2 separate regions of the Ovis aries genome follow, and region 1 is linked to region 2. Evidence: chromatin contacts called from public Hi-C data. All regions are on one chromosome and are shown on one strand. The core of a region is the stretch at or near the end of the contact, and the rest is flanking DNA. Distances in the headings are between cores, read along the strand shown. Region 1 holds the start of HSP90AA1 (heat shock protein 90 alpha family class A member 1). Region 2 overlaps LOC121817135 (a long non-coding RNA gene).

The links. A called contact is a pair of places that touch in the nucleus more often than the background predicts.
Region 1: a Hi-C map of blood shows a contact between it and region 2, with 2.2 times the contacts expected there. The contact joins the promoter of HSP90AA1 here to the enhancer-like site in region 2. A contact is called at or near these places in 2 of 16 Hi-C or Micro-C datasets (both in blood).

What each region holds. Positions count from the first base shown.
Region 1 is chr18:64,575,537-64,578,236 of ARS-UI_Ramb_v3.0, forward strand. HSP90AA1 (heat shock protein 90 alpha family class A member 1) reads right to left here and starts at 1,269. Exons shown (of 10, transcript XM_060401941.1): 1 at 1,210-1,269; 2 at 592-753; 3 at 135-501. The coding sequence starts at 753.
Region 2 is chr18:64,464,478-64,467,177 of ARS-UI_Ramb_v3.0, forward strand. LOC121817135 (a long non-coding RNA gene) reads right to left here. Exons shown (of 3, transcript XR_009597298.1): 2 at 1-2,700. Among named protein-coding and RNA genes, the nearest start is that of DYNC1H1, 18 kb to the right of the region's middle. Within about 2 kb of position 1,399, at least 48 of the 54 cell types and tissues checked have an H3K27ac peak or open chromatin away from gene starts, as enhancers often do.

The DNA of each region.
Region 1 (2,700 bases), core at 19-2,518, 110 kb after region 2:
AGATAACCAACCACAAGTGCATGTGCATGCTATCACCCTCCAGGCAAACAGGTTTTTAAACGCTACACACAAACTTCACCCCTTCTTTGGGGCTCCAGTGCCTAAAGCACCCCACCCTGTTCTCGGGTGCCTACCTGTGTCAGTCCTCACTGTGAAGGACCCTCCTGCAGAAGACTCCCAGGCATACTGCTCATCATCGTTATGTTTGGTGATGACGGTCACTTTCTCAGCCACCAAATAGGCTGAATAAAACCCGACACCAAACTGGCCAATCATGGAGATATCAGCGCCAGCCTGCAAAGCCTCCATGAACGCTTTGGTCCCAGACTTGGCGATGGTGCCCAGATTATTAATCAAATCGGCCTTGGTCATCCCAATGCCGGTGTCCACGATGGTGAGGGTTCGATCTTGCTTGTTCGGTATGAGATTAATGTGCAGCTCTTTCCCCGAGTCTAATTTACTGGGATCGGTCAAGCTCTCATACCTGATCTTGTCCAGGGCCTATTTAAAAAAAGACACGTGATGACACGCAACTTCCCCCCTAAAACAGTGCCCTTTCACACAAACACCCCACTCCGCAATGAGACTTACGTCTGACGAGTTTGAAATCAGCTCCCTCAGGAAAATCTCTTTATTCGAGTAGAAAGTGTTGATGATCAATGACATCAACTGGGCAATTTCCGCCTGGAAGGCGAACGTCTCCACCTCCTCCTCCTCCATCGGCTGGTCCTGGGCCTGGGTCTCCTCGGGCATCTGCCGGGGAACGCGGAGCCCGTGAGGCCACCGGCCGGACCCCTCCCCGCCGCGTCTCGCTCCCGCTCCCGAGACCGGGGCGCGCGGGAGGCGCCGGCTGACAAAGGATGACCTCATTCCGGGGGCCGGGCGCCGCCGCTGCCGCCGCCGCCCACGCCGGCCGCACGGCCGCCGCTCGGCCCGGGCGCCCCCACCCGCGGCCCGGGGACCCCCCTCCGGGGCCGCAGACCCCGGCCCTCACCATCCCGCACGACCCCGGAGCCCCGGGGCCCACTCGCTCCCGACGGCGGGGGGAGGGCGGGGGGGAGGGGACGGGAGACCGCCGCAGGCCCGAGGCCTACCGGGTTAATCACGGCCGCCCCGGGCCCGCCGGCCTCAGGGGGCTCCGGGGGCTGCCCTCGCCGCCGCCCACCCGCCCGTGGATCCCCGCGTCCCCCTACAACCGCCTCCCCTCACCTTGGCTGAAGGACTAGCACGGGCTCCGCAGCGACGCAGCACCGGGACGCAGAGGCAACTGGCGCGCCGCCCCCGCGCCGCCCTTATATAGAGGCGGGCCCGCCCAGCGCGCGGCGCCTTTTCCAGAAGCCTCCCGAACCTTCCGGAAGAACCCTCCCCAACCGCCGGAGCGGCCGCGCGCCTGCGCCTGCGCACTGGAGGCCGCCCGCCCCCTCCTCGGGGCCGCGCCGCGCGCTCCCACGCCTCAGGGCGCCTGCGTGCCAAGCGTGCCCGCGCCCGCCGCAGTGCGCCTGCGCTATCCGGAGCGTTCCGGCGGGTCTCGCGCCTTCCGGTGCCGCCGTTCCCAGCCCTACCTGCCCCGGCGCGCGGCGTTCTGCGCCCCGCCGGCCTCACACCGCTGGCCCGCCAACCCCGCTTGGCGCGCGTCGGCCTAACGCTCCCCCGACCCAAACCTCTGTCCAGGCCCCGGGGGCTGATCGCCCGTGCCAGCAGCTCTGGGAAGTCCAGAAAAGTAAACTCTCGGTGGTTAAAGCGTGTCCCCAGATAGTGTGCGCTCCGGATCCCCCCAGCATCGGGACCCCCCGACTATGGGCCTGGGGCTAGGTTTCGAGCCTTGAGGCCGCGCTTAGGGGATCAAAGCCGGGGTGAGGGGTCCAGTCCCGTGTCACAGGTATATGCTTGGGGCATTGATCGCAGGCTCAGGTCCATGGTTAGGGGTTTGGGGGGGTCCGGGCAGCGATTAGAGGGTCTAGGGCGCATCTCTGCCAGGGGCAGCGGTTATAGGTTCAGGGCCCTAGGAATTCGGGCAACAAGTGCCTGCCAGAGCCTCGTTAACGCGGAGGCTCAGAGCCCCAGCCTGGTTGTGGGGCGCAGAGGTCTGTGAGCGAGGGGTGACCAGCGTGTGTGCAGGGGGAGCAGAGGGGAACTCCAGAGCCTCGTGGGTCTGTTCGGCTGGTTCTGAACCAGAGGTGGGCCCTGGAACAAACCACCATTCCCCCGCCACTCCAGTATGGGGACTCGTCCTGTCCTTAGGCCCGATTGCGCCCAAGGCAGGGGGAGCGGTGGCGCGGGGAATGTTAAAAGGGGACACAGTCCCGAATTCTCCCGGCCTTTGCTTAGTTCTTTGAGCCTTTGTACCTACTTTGTGCTGTGCTTAGTCGCTCAGTCGTGTCCAACTCTGCGACGGTAGCCCGCCAGGCTCCTCTGTCCAGGGGGATTCTCCAGGGACGAATACTGGAGTAGGTTGCCATGCCCTCCTCCAGGGGATCTTCTCGAACCCAGGCCTCCTGCATTGCAAGAGGATTCTTTACCGTCTGCGCCGGTGGCTTCCCTGTTACCTACTTTGGGTTTGTTTTAAAACTGCATCTTTCAAGGCACTGCAGGCCCTAGTCTGGAATTCTGGGACTTGGTGATCATACATGCTGACCCAGCCCACGCACGCATCATGATTTTGTTAAAAGGCCCATCTCTTTTTACTTATTTTTCTGTGTA
Region 2 (2,700 bases), core at 149-2,648:
AGTGCAATTGTGCGGTAGTTTGAGCATTCTTTGGCATTGCCTTTCTTTGGGATTGGAATGAAAACTGACCTTTTCCAGTCCTGTGGCCACTGCTGAGTTTTCCACATTTGCTGGCATATTGAGTGCAGCACGTTCACAGCATCATCTTTCAGGACTTGAGACAGCTCAACTGGAATTCCATCACCTCCACTAGCTTTGTTCCTAGTGATGCTTTCTAAGGCCCACTTGACTTCACATTCCAAGATGTCTGGCTCTAGATTAGTGATCACATCATCATGACTATCTGGGTCGTGAAGATCTTTTTTGTACAGTTCTTCCATGTATTCTTGCCACCTCTTCTTAATATCTTCTGCTTCTGTTATTAGCTATTTATCCTTCAGTCTCATATCTCCCTGGTGACCCATCCAGAGGCACTCAAGACCTATCCCTCAGGTCTAACCTCTCCCATAGACAGTGAGCTCAATGGGTACAGAGCCTGAGCCCGTCTTGTTCACCACCGTGCCTCCAGCGTCTAGCGCTGTGCTCTACCCATAGACTGGCTGGTTTACAAGCTCAATCAAAGTCGGATGGAAGAATGAACGGTTGAAACCATCCGCCAGAAAGAAGAGCCTAACTCCACCAGGCACTTGTGCAATCAAAAGTTGTGTACAGTAATTCCAAGTGTTCCTTTGGAGTAGACTGAGGCGTGTGCACAGGGTAACTGGGAGAAATAATGTTAGGATAGTCTCTTCCCTCTAATAAGCACCTCTGAACATCTGTGCCAGATTCTATGCTGAGGAAAAAAAAAAAGCCAACGGATGGACTAAGTGGGGCCCCGTTAGTCCTGCGAGGGTTCTTAGCATATAAACCTGATGAAGTCCCCCGCCCACTAACAATCCATAGGAGCTCCCAGCCGTGTCCGACTCTTTGAGACCCCATGGACTGTAGCCCGCCGGGCTCCTCTGTCCATGAGATTCTCCAGGCAGGAATACTGGAGTGGATTGCCATTTCCTACACGGCCTATCCGCCATATAATCTGAAGGGAATCCCAGAAAGTCCAATAAAAGACCCCGGCTTAAGTATCCCTAGATAGAAAGAGGAATGTCAAATCAGGGCTTGGAGCGAGAGCCAGGCCAAGACAAAACCGAGGGCGGAAGCCACGGCTTCGGAGGAGGTCGCGGAAACAAGGCCTTTAGGGCCCGGGCAGGGACGGCCACGGGAGGCCCGTAAGTTTTGAGAAACTCGTCCCATTCGCCAGAAACCAGTAAGCCGAGACAACGTTTCCGGGTGAGAAGGACCGCAAACCGCAGGCGGGCTCAGAAAGATGACGCGAGCGGCGCGCGAAGACACACATCCGCCCCGCCCGATGCATTGTGGGGCTTCAAGTCACCAATTGGACAGCAGTCTCGCGAGCAAGCGAGATTCACGCGAAAGTCGGGGATCTAGAGGAGAGGTTCCCGTCCCCGTGGCAGGGATGGGCCAATCCCAGGGCGTCCGGTCCCCCCGGGGCGCGCCGACGCCGGGGCACGTGCCCGCAGCGGCCGCGACCCGGGTAAAGGGCTTAAGAGGGGTCTGGAGTCAAGACGGGCTTCCGGCCGGCGAAGCTCGCAGGCTGCCGGGGAGTCCCGCGTCCGCACGCCGCCGCCGTGGGCAAGTCCCAACCCTGACTGAACAAGGAGCCCGCTGGAAACGCGGTCCGGCCTTCAGTGCCCTCACCTGTGAGACGGGCCCAGGGCTGCCCCGAGGCCAGGGGAGTTGGGGTGCGTGGAACGCGCCGCCGGCTAGGAAGCGGGGCGAAGGCCAGGCGGGACTCGGCGGCTCCGGAAAGCGGGCGCCCGGCTCCACCAGCCCGGGAGGCTGACCGCGGATCACGCGCTGAGCAGAGCCCGCTGTCCTTGTCTGACTTCCGGGGCCCGCCGTCCAGAGTGGGCTTGTGGCGGTGCGAACCGCCTGCTCGCCTCGTGTCGTCTTACTAGGTCTTAGCAGCGGTATGGGGCGGCGTCGTAGAGGGGCGTCAGTGCTGACGCCGCACAGCCTGGGCGCGAAGGAGCCAGGGTTGGACCCAGGTGTCCACCTGCTCAGCCCGCAGGCCTTCCACCAGGTGGCTCCTGCACCCAGAGGAGCCCATGCAGCTCCTCCAGAAGGTACTCGGCTCTCGTCGGTGAGAACCGCCTGGCCCTCGTGCCCCCTTGATCTCCATCGTCGACCGCGGTGTCTGGAAGACCAGGCTCCTGGTCTTCTGGGAGCATACTCAGGATCCTGGAAGGGCGGGCGGGAGCTGCGAGTTTCACCTTAAAGCGAGGGACGGGCCATAAGCAGGCTAGGCATGGCCACCCCGGGACCCTTTCCCCAAAGAACCAGAGCCACCCACCGCCGCATTAGGAGGTGTGATCCCCCTCTAGAGGAGGGGCTCTTGACCCTTGCGGTCATCACAGCAGCCCCTGCCTCACTTTCTTTGTTAACAGACTTAAAAAGTTTCTGGTTTGCTGCAAAGAGTAAAGGGGTACCTCATGCCATCACCACACACAGCACAATTTCCTTTATGATTGACATGTTAGTATCTCCTTTGTTACTAACATATTATGTGGTTGCTGCGTTTGCTACAATTGATTAACGGTACAGACACGTTACTGTTAACTGGAGTCCACAGCTTGTTCAGAGTTTCTTCGTTTTTTCCCCAGTATGTTTCTTCTGCGTCAGGAGCCCGGCCAGAATACTGCA